Regions from separate parts of the Danio rerio genome. Here region 2 is linked to region 1. A link is a contact called in public HiCAR-type data. All regions are on one chromosome and are shown on one strand. The core of a region is the stretch at or near the end of the contact, and the rest is flanking DNA. Distances in the headings are between cores, read along the strand shown.

Region 1 (5,946 bases), core at 2,946-5,445:
AGACATGTGACTATCAATCCTTCCAACTTTTCCACCACTGGCAAATGTGCCCTCAAGCAAACTCTGTAGTGAGGGACATCATCATTAGGACCTGTATGTACAGGTGAGGCTAAACCTAGACTTAGTGCGATGTCAGAATATTTGAAAAATATCCCTGCAGTGATGCCACCCTTGCCTGAGGAGAGCAATGCTTTAAAAAACAACTGCATATTTATATAATTGTCCTTAATGCGGCATCCGTATTCATCTGATCTTAATTGATTGATTTTATTGTTGTCCTAAATTCTCTCTCCTAAAATGAGCAAGCATGAACAAGACTACGTGTGTGGAATCTTTGCGCTGTAATGTTTAATCCAAATTTTTAGAGCGGGTGGAGGGTAGCCGGGTGTGAGCATAAGCTGGCGTGAGTTTCCATTAACAGGGTTTTCCGTTGGGCAGGTACAGAAAGAGCTGAAGGCTAAAGTTTCTAAACTGCTGCGAGCATCACATTTAGGGAAACCCATAAAAGTTGAACATTAGAGAAATGATTCTGTGTTTGCACTTGACAAAAAGGTTTGATGTAAAGACCTCTGGTGCGATTGCTTTGCTAGTGTGGCAGATCTGAATAAGCGTACAGTAGTCAACGTTTGAAGTGGATAAAAAAAAAAGACATCCTACAACAAGAACGGATGCACATTTTGGTTTTAGGTCAACTTTAATTGAAGGTTTTGATCCACTTTAAAATTGATTTGTGTAAACATAGATGTATATAAACTGGTGCGCCGCAAACAAGCTGAGGAAGACCCCTAAAAGATTCTAAACAAACTTTGGTGTGGTTTCACTGAAAACTGAAAGCAACACAGAATAAAGACATATAAATGGACTTTAGATTGTGCATGATCTAACAATAAAAGAACATTTGTTATCATAACAAATACAATTATTTATAAAATGTTTTAATTTCAATATTATTTAAAAATTTGGCTTTCAGTTTCATTTGGTTTTAGTTTGTTTTATTGAAGTTTTTTATTTTTTTTTATTTTAGACTTTATAAATTTAGTTTCAGTTTTGTTTTAGTAGTCTAATAGTTTCAGCAGAAACTTTTAGTGTAGATCAAAGGAAAGTTTATATTATCTCTTGTGCAAACCTCTTATAATAAAAAAAAAGTGAACAGACACTGAATACAAATAAAATTTACAAAGTAAAAAGATAAAGCTTTATCATTTTAATAATGCACATGCCTAGATTAAAAAATCTAAGATCTTAGATCTAAAAAATGTTATAAACAAAAAGTCCTGGCAGAAAATTAACTACCAATTCTTTTAAAAACCTTCATTTCCAATTGAACAGATGGTGTTTACTAATGGGCCGACAGAATATTTCAAATGATTAAAACCTATTTTTGACTATATATTAAAATGTAATTTACTTCTTTCAAAACATTACAAAAAGCTTTATTTTTTTATTTCAGACATTCTATAAGTTATTATTTCAGACGGAGTACCGTTCAGATGGAATAAGCCTACGGTACGTGACTTTTTTTTTTTTCTTTTAAATGAATATTTCTTTGTTTTTTGTTTTTTTTACCAGGGTCCTGTCTTTAGATTCAGTAATTTTACTTAAATGTCATGAAAATAAGGCATTCAATAACTCACTAATAACCTTTTCATTCCCATTCACGTAAAATCAATGAACCTAACACAGGACCCTGATGAAACTACCTGATAAAATAAAAAATGTCAGAAGAAAGTTTCATGTATTTAATGTTCGTTGAGCGACAATATGTTTTGTTTTCACGTTTCAATTAAATTTTTTTCATAGTGGAGGCTTTATCCTGGAGTCTCAAAGCATAATAGTCATTTATTTCTGTACTTCAAGCATCATTACTCCAGTCCTCAAAATTACATGGATCATCAGAACTGATCTATTATGATCAGCTATTATTGGTATTCAGTAATTGAAAAAAATAATAATAAAGTATTTTCAAAATACTTAGATGAAAATGAAGTTGTATTAAAGTTTAACATTTAAAAACCATTTTTCATCGTATCAAGATCTCCACAAAAAAAAAGCATGTTTCTTTACTGTAAAAAAAAAAAAAAAAGTCCCGGCAGAAATTTACCAGGAGCTAAATTTTCTGATAAAAATCTCGATTATCAAATCAACAGATGGTGTTTATAGTTTGTAGATGAGTGTTTTTTCTGTATGTATGTAATGTTACCAGGTAATGTTTATTTCAAAACATCACAAAACCCTTATTTTTCCAAATGTTTTCATTTATATTTTTCATATAAATTCAAAGGACTTTTATTAATGAATGCCTTTATTAGAGTCCCCATCTTTAGGTTAAATGGCACAAAAATAAGGCATTTCAATAACTCTCTAATTACTGAACCTAAACACAGGACCCTGCTTTAGCTACCTGATAGAAAAAAACTGTCCAAAGAACTTTACATTAACCTGTATTGAACGACTTAAGACATTTTGTTTTCACTTTAATTAAAAAATAATAATTTGTAGCCTACACTTTTTATGATACTTTATAAGACATTTTTATAAATACATATATAAACATTACGATTTTATATATATATATATATATATATATATATATATATATATATATATATATATATTTGGGGTCAGTGGGATTTTTTAATGTTTTAAAATAAGCTTCTCCTGCATACCAAGGTTGCATTTATTTCTTTAAAAATACAGAACAAATTGTACAATTGTGAAATGTTATTGCACTATAAAATAACTATTTTAATAAATTATTCCAGTCATTTCAAAGATGAATTTTCAGCTTCATTTCTCCAGTCTTCAGAGATCACTTTATTATTAATTAATATTGTTGTTACTATTATTATTATTAATGGTAATAGTAATAAAAGCAATAATGACTAGATTAATAATTTAATTCGAAACTACATACAATTAGAAAGCAGTTAGAAAGCACACACACACACACACACATATCTATATACACATACATACATACATACATACATACATATATATATATATATATATATATATATATATATATATATATATATATATATGTGTGTGTGTGTGTGTGTGTGTATACAACTATACGCATACAAACTATATACAAATATTATGCATAAATGTTAAAAGAGGAGCATATATAGTTAAAATTATCAGCCCTCCTGTGATTTTTTTTTTTTTTTGTCCCCATGATGTTTAACACAGCAAGACATTTTTCACATTATTTCCTTTTTTTTTCTTCTTCTTCTTCTGGAGAAAGTCTATTGTGTTTTATTTTGGTCAGAATGAAAGCACTTTTAAAAAATATTTTAGGTCAATATTATTAGCCCTCTTAAGCAAGTCAGCCCTCTTTCCGATCTACAGAACAAACTACAATGACTTGCCTAATTACCCTAACTTATCTATTTAACCTAGATACGTCTTTAAATGTCACTTTAAGCATACTAGTATCTTGAAAAATATCTAGTCAAATAGTATGTACTCAAGAGAGAGAGAGAGAGAGAAAAAATGACACCCAATCAGAGTCAGAATATCTGTGGAGGTTTTCACTCACTCACATGGTGTTTAACTAGCCTGACCCTTAACCTAGTTAAGCCGTCAAAAGCGGAATACTAGCATGAAAAATACGTAGTAAAATATTATTTACTGTCATCATGGCAAATATATAATAAAAAATTTTTAGAAATGAGTTATTAAAACTATTATGTTTAGACATGTCTTTCCGTTGAACAGAAATTGGGGGGAAATACAGGGGGGCTAATAATTCAGACCTCAACTGTATATTTAACCTTCAAGTGAATAGGTTTTGTTTTCATGTCATTATTTTATATATAGCCAATACACTTTTATGATACTCGTTACATGTATTACTCACATTAATCCTGATATGTTGCAATCGTCGTTGGGAGTCTCGAAGTCCTTGTTTCTGTCTGTCCGCGCTACTCTCGCGCCCTCTGTCGTCCTGTATGAAAACTGTACCACTTGAAGACACCTTACAAACCGTAAAAACTTGGCACCAAACGGCCGCCCGGCGTCTCCATCCCGCTGGAATCTCAGGAATACAAAAACTTCTTATCTCGCTCCACACGCTGCCTGTAGCTGACTATTAACAAACAGTATTGTTTTCGCGCGGGCGGGAGGCGTGAGCGCGCGTATATAAGTGCTCCTGCACAAGACTGAGCTCGAGACTCCACAATAAACACTGCAGCTTATTAGAGCAAAACTCTTCAGCTGTTTTACTGGACTACTACTGGAATACGGGACTTGCATACTACAAAACAATGCATTTGAGGATTATTTTCCCAGTTCTGACCATGCTGACATCTGGATTTTTTGACTTTGGTATGTATTTAAAAAATATATATATATATATATATATATATATATATACACATTTATATATTGTGATAATATTTAAATAGCTTTATAAATAGTTTCCTTTCAGTAGTAATTTGATTTAAACAGCTTTATAAATAGTTTCCCAAATGCTCTATATCTATATAAATCTATATTATTGATCTATATATTATGGTAACCAGGTTTAAACAGCTTTATAAATAGTTTCCTCAATACTCAACATCTATATAAAGCTATATTATTGATCTGTATATTATGGTTACATAGTTTAAACAGCTTTATAAATCTTTTCTTCAGTACTCTATAGTTATATAAACCTATTTTATTGATATATATATATATAAATATATATATATATATATATATATATATATATATATATATATATATATATATATATATATATATATATATACATATTTATTGTGGTAATATGATTTACACAGCTTTATAAATAGTTTCCTCTAAACTTTATCTATATAAATCTATATATTGTGGTAATCTGGTTTAAACAGCTTTATAAATAGATTCCTTAATACTCTACATCTATATAAATCTATATTATGTATCTATATATTGTGGTAATATGATTTAAACAGCCTTATAAATAGTTTCCACAATACTCTAAATCTATATAAATATATATTATTTATCTATATATTGTGGAAATACAATTTAAACAGCTTTATAAAGTTTCCTTAACACTCCATATCTTTATTATGTATCTATATATTGTGGTTATATGATATAAACAGCTTTATAAATAGTTTCCTCAATACTTAATATCTATGTAAATCTATAATATGTATCTATATATTGTGGTAATATGGTTTAAACAGCCTCATAATTAGTTTTAAAGTCTACATAAGTCTTAAAAACTGCAATATGTCAAGATACAAACATAAAAAGTGTAATATCTCAGTAAGCTCTTTATAAAAACAAGCTCCAAACACATTGAAGATAAACCTTTACTATTCTTTTAGACTATGAATTGTGCATCAATGTCATTTTTAATTAAGCGCGACAAATTCAATCATCTCTAGTCAATCATGCAAAGTGTTTTTAATATGTAGAAAAGCTAATAAATTGAATGTACCTTTATGATTAATTAGGTGCTCCAGCATCTTTGGGTCCAGGCACAGCACCAGCACGTCACTCCAGGAATAAGAGATGCTCCTGCGCAAGTTTTCTGGATAAAGAGTGCGTCTACTTTTGCCACCTGGACATAATATGGGTGAACACACCAGAGTAAGTCAGAACAGACATTATATATCAAAAATGCATGCAAATACCATCAGTTATGAACTGTAAATCGTTAGAGATTGATCTGTCCATCATGCTATTTTTTTTTTAGCATGACTAACATTGTTTTCTAATCATTTTTTCTTTCCTCCAGGCGAACGGTGTCATATGGACTTGGAAACGCTCCACGCAAGAAGCGCTCGGTCACAGAACCTGTTGTGCTCGAGTCACGCTGCAAATGTGCAGATAGTCAAGACAAAACATGCTCTTCATTCTGCCAAGCGGACAGTGCGTTACAGTGAGTACGCCTCATCATACTTACAAGCAGATAGTTTTGATCTTGAGTCCACTTTCAAG
Region 2 (5,881 bases), core at 1,260-3,759, 140 kb before region 1:
TACTTAAAAATGGGCATGAAGCAGATGAACACATGCAGCCAGAGGATACAGGAAGTGAGGTTGTGCCACATGGTTGATTCTGGCTCTGTTCCAGAACTGTCTGCTCCTTCACTGTTCAAACAAGTGGATAATTTAGAAGGCAGTAATTGGAACACACTGCATGTACATAAACAAAAAATGAAGAGAAAAAAGTAGCCTTCTATTTAAGATTTATGCATTTAATTTTAATTGTTCAGAGAGCTGATATGCACTGCAGGAAAATACCAGCTTGATCTCGCAAGGAAATGCAACAATTTTGAGTAATATCAGAAAAGTGGCTAATTGCTACGATTTTAAATGATTCATGCATATAAAAAATTTACAAATTTTAAAAGGAGGGGAGCCCTCAAAACCCACCCCTACACCCAACCTTAATTGGTCAAATCCTAACCCCTAAAACCAACCTCCATTGGTCAAATCCTAACCCTAACCCCTAAACCCAACCTCCATTGGTCAAATCCTAACCCCTAAACCCTACCTAACCCCTAAACCCATCCTCCATTGGTCAAATCCTAACAATAATCCCTAAACCCAACCTCCATTGGTCAAATCCTAACCCTAATCCCTAAACCCAACCTCCATTGGTCAAATCCTAACCCTAACCCCTAAACCCAACCTCCATTGGTCAAATCCTAACCCTAACCCCTAAACCCAACCTCCATTGGTCAAATCCTAATCCCTAAACCCAACCTACATTGGTCAAATCCTAACCCTAATCCCTAAACCCAACCTCCATTGGTCAAATCCTAACCCTAACCCCTAAACCCAACCTCCATTGTTCAAATCCTAACCCTAAACCCAACTTCCACTGGTCAAATCCTAACCCTAACCCCTAAACCCAACCTACATTGGTAAAAGACTAAACCAAACCCCTAAACTCAACCTTTATTGGCCAAATCCTAACCCCTAAACCCAGCCTTCATTGGTAAAAGACTAAACCTAACCCCTAAACTCAACCTTCATTGGCCAAATCCTAACCCCTAAACCCAGCCTTCATTGGCCATACCCTAACCCAACCCCTAAATCCAAACTTTATTGATCAAATTTTAACCCTAATCCAACCTCGATTGGCAAAATCCTAACTCTAATCACTAAACACAACCTTCATTGGCCAAATCCTAAGCCCTAAACCCAACCTTCATTGGTCAAATCCTAACCCTAACTTCTAATCCTCATCCTAACCTATCTTCCAAACCCAACCTTCATTTGCCAAACCCTAACCCCTAAACCCAAACGTAATTGGCCAACTCTTAACCCTAACCCCTAAACCTAACCTTCATTGGTCAAATCCTAACCCTAACTTCTAATGCCGACCTTTGTTGGCTAAATCCTAACCCCTAAACCCAACCTTCATTGGCTTAATCCTAACCACTAAACCCAACCTTCATTGGCTAAATCCTAACCCCTAAACCTAACCTTTATTGGCTTAATCCTAACCACTAAACCCAACCTTCATTGGCTAAATCCTAACCCCTAAACCCAACCTTCATTGGCTAAATCCTAACCCCTAAACCCAACCTTCATTGGCTAAATCCTAACCCCTAAACCCAACCTTCATTGGCTAAATCCTAACCCCTAAACCCAAACTTCATTGGCTTAATCTTAACCCCTAAACCCAACCTTCATTGGCTTAATCTTAACCCCTAAACCCAACCTTCATTGGCTAAATCCTAACCCCTAAACCCAACCCTTATTGGCTAAATCCTAACCCCTAAACCCAACCTTCATTGGCTAAATCCTAACCCCTAAACCCAACCTGCATTGGCTAAATCCTAATCACTAAACCCAACTTTCATTGGTCAAATCCTAACCCCTAAACCCAAACTTTATTGGAAAATCTTAACCCCTAGCCTCTAAACCCAACCTTCATTTGCCTTACTCTAACCCCTAAACCCAAAGCTCATCGGCCAAATCTTAACCCTGAACCCAACCTCCGTTGGTCAAATCAATTCATTAAAAATACAAACGAATACCTTAAGTGTGACTATTAGAACCTAAAAAGTGCACCTGTTGTAAAAGTACCACCACAGTGACAGCTCTACCTTTATTTGTGAGAGTATAAATTGTGAGCCCAGACAACAATAACAGTCATTAACTAAATGTATTGGAACTGTGCAATTCTCCTATATGTCCTTAAATGCAGTACATCCTTCACTATATAGTGTACTCACTGGGTTTTGAAACAGAGCCAGTGATAAATGAATTTAGCTGATAACTGCAAACAATCATGAGTGTTTCCAGACCATTTCCAGAACAAGAACATGGAACAAAACGCCTGCGAAATCTCCAACAATTGTGCAGTTTGTCAGCCACGTCACGCCACTCTCTATTTTGGCTGCCGGAGCACATCAAAGTCATCAAAAACATCCACTAGAAGCAGCCCAGAACAAAGTATCCTGTGTTGAAGCCTGTACCCTGTTTGAATGCTTTTTAAAGTGCGCACAATGAGCATTACTTTAAGAGCAGAGCTGCGGAAGTTCAGCATGACGGTACAATAGAGTCACGGCGGAGGAATTTAATCAGTCTCAGTCCCCTGCTGATTATCGCTCCGCTTTTTTTGTCCTTGTGTTATTTAGTTCTTTTATTCCCGGATATTGTTTGCATTGTGCTTCAGTTCTCCAGTGTGTTTTAACACTTTCAGTCAACATGGTGTCAGTGTCTGCTGTATGAGTGCTTTTGCTGGATATGCCGTAGGTCTGGACACTCTTACAGGAAGTTGTTCCATGAGTCTGCAGTCATATAAATATATTAATTCCCTTAGGGATATTCAGATACACAGATGACACTCTTTTTAAATGTGCATGAGATTTATGGCTCTCAGTGGCCTCGTGAAATAGTTCAGACACAAATTGTTGACATATACTGTAGATTATAAGCTTTGATAATGCATACACTACGGAAAAATGTCCTTACATTTTTTAGTTGAATCAATTTAATGTTTTAGTTATCCCAACTTCATCAATCAGACGGACTAAAATGTTAAGTTAAACTGTATATAGCAAAAAAATTTTATTAAGATGAGTTAAATGATCAACAACAGTTGTTGTCATTACTTTTTGTCATATCTTCTCGTCTAGGTTATCGAATTTTGATAAATTGAATTGATAAATTGAGTTGTTAAATGTTATTTTTTTAGGATGTTTAGATTTATTAGAATATTTATTATTAGAATGTAATTTTGTTTTGTTTATGTCTTAACAATATGAAATAATATGTTATGATTTTTTTTCTTTCTTAAAATATTTCCCAAATTATGTTTAACAGAGCAAGGAAATTTTCACAGTTTGTCTTAAAATATTTTTTTCTTCTGGAGAAAGTCTTAATTGTTTTATTTTGGCTAGAATAAAAGCTGTTTTTAATTTTTTTAAACACCATTTTAAGGACAATATTATGACCCCCTTTAAGCTTTATTTTTTTATCGATAGTCTACAGAACAACCCATTGTTATACCATAACTTGCCTAATTACCCTAACCTGCCTAGTTAACCTAATTAACCTAGTTAAGCCTTTAAATGTCACTTTTAGCTGTATAGAAGTGTCCTGAAAAACATCTAGTCAAATATTATTTTCTGTCATCATAACAAAGATAAAATAAACCAGTTATTAGGAATAAGTTATCAAAACTCTTATGTTTAGAAATGTGCTAAAACATTCTTCCCTCCATTAAACAGAAATTGGGGAAAAATAAACAGGGTTGCTAATAAATCAGGGGGGCTAATAATTCTGACTTCAACTGTATATAGCCATATAGCCGGTAGGTATCTCTCGGTCAGTAACCGGATGGGAGACCATATGGGAATGCTAGGTCAGCTGCACACTGGTGGATGAGGAGATTCCCCTCAAAAATGTATAAAGCGCTTTGAGTGCCCAGAAAATGACTATTTGAATGTAAGGAGTTATTATATATAATATTTTTGACATATTAGAGCTTTAAATTGATATTTTTTCTTTCACATATTCATTCATGCATTCATTTTTAAGAGCAGAAAATGTTTTATTTATTTTTAAATGTTTCATTTATTGTACTCTTGTAGGAAAGTTTTTAGTTGTTAGATTTTTATTGTACTGTTGTTTCCTTTATTCATTTATTTAACATAAATTATAAATTGTCTATTTAAATAAATGTACTATTTTTAACATATATATTTAAGAATAACTGCAATATGTTCCACGGCACAGACAGTGAAGGACTGAAATTACTAAAACACTATAAAAAATATTTAATAAAAATTATAAAATGCCAAAAGCACATTAATAATTTCACAATTTAAATTTACTCATTTGTTTTCTTGTCGGATTAGTCCCTTAATTAATCAAGGGTCACCCTGGCGGAATGAATCGCCAACTTATCCAGCATATTTTTTATGCAGCGGATGCACTTCCAGCTGCAAACCATCACTGGGAAACATCCATACACACTCATACACTACTGACTAATTTAGCTTACCCAATTCACCTGCTCCGCATGTCTTTGGACTGAGGGGGAAACCGGAGCACCCAGAGGAAACCCATGCGAACGCAGGGAGAACATGCAAACTCCAAACAGAAACGCCAACTGAGCCGAGGCTCGAACCAGCGAGCTTTTTGCTTTGAGGCGACAGCACTTTGTACTGCGCCACTGCGTCTCCCTACAATTTACAATAAAATGTAAAAATCTGTAAGAAGAAAAAACAGTTGATGCAGCAACTAAATGTTTTGAGTTATACAAAGTTTTGTTTAATATTTTAAGTTAGATTGACTGATGACTTTTTTTTTACAGTGTATAAATAATACTAAAATAACACTCTCAGCAGACGCCAAACTGATGTCACCAAGCAGGACATGCTCCTGTAGTGTATGCTGATCCTGGAACAACATTCCAATCAGCCAATCAGAATTAGGGCATATGTTTGCAGTTTATGTTAAGTTTAGGCTTTGGTTAGGTTTATGCACGTCTACATGATTGATATCCAACTATTATTCCCCTCTGAATTTGGGAATGATCTAAAGTTATGGTTGAGTTTTGGGCAAGTGAATAGGTATGGATTACATTTTCCAATCAACATAAATGTTAATCCAGCACGGCATCGTACTGGGCCAAATCATGACGTGCCTTAGCAGTAACTTCTGTTTGACCTCAATCCAAACTCACTGAAAGCTGCTCGAGAGCTCTATTTGATGTTTGTTTCCTCTGACTGTGCTGTCGTGCTTCGCTGTGTTTTTCTGGTCAGATGAAGTGGATTGGAAGTTCATTTGTCACACATACACTATCATCATTCACTATCATAGGAAAGCAGTTTGTCATCAATATCCTGTTTTGTTCCTGGTCTGATCTCCTCGTATGAGCTGGACGACTCTTTATTTTCAATGCGTTTGACCCGGAAATGTTGGGAACTGTGCAGGAAATGGCTGTAATGTGATCCACTTCAGAAAAGACGTTTCCTTCGGCCCTCCTGGAATTTTAGGAATTGAACAGTGGGTCAGAAAAACAGGTTCATTATCGAGGAGCAACAGTACAGTCTATGATTTCATATCAGAACAAAAACAAGAAGTGCCTTTCTGCTCTGTTCTGGCCTGTCACACTTACAGGACACTTCACTTCAGCCGGTTTCAACCAGTTCAGCCTGTAAATGACACTTGCTGCGTCCCAATTCGCATACTTAGCTAAAAGAAAGTGCATACTTTTAGGTGTGTAACAGAAGATTGTGTAAACTTTGGGACATACTACTTTCTCATGAAGTGAAGTTTATTTATAAACTAATATCGAGAGGATCATGTGCTTATGATTGCTTGCGGCTGTTCCTGCATTATTCAATTTGTGATTCAACAATCAGACGATTCTTAAGCCACTCTAAAGTTCCAT

What was found. HiCAR-type assays count read pairs that join an accessible place to other places.
Region 2: a HiCAR-type map of caudal fin shows a contact between it and region 1, with 8 times the contacts expected there. The contact joins the enhancer-like site here to the promoter of edn1 in region 1. A contact is called at or near these places in 5 of 18 Hi-C or Micro-C datasets (caudal fin, embryo and skeletal muscle) and 1 of 4 datasets of contacts at active chromatin or transcription factors (caudal fin).

The regions. Positions count from the first base shown.
Region 1 is chr19:3,796,031-3,801,976 of GRCz12tu, reverse strand. It overlaps edn1 (endothelin 1), which reads left to right and starts at 4,195. Exons shown (of 5, transcript NM_131519.1): 1 at 4,195-4,332; 2 at 5,460-5,595; 3 at 5,744-5,887. The coding sequence starts at 4,272.
Region 2 is chr19:3,938,204-3,944,084 of GRCz12tu, reverse strand. No RefSeq gene overlaps it. Among named protein-coding and RNA genes, the nearest start is that of hivep1, 36 kb to the right of the region's middle. Within about 2 kb of position 2,509, at least 6 of the 62 cell types and tissues checked have an H3K27ac peak or open chromatin away from gene starts, as enhancers often do.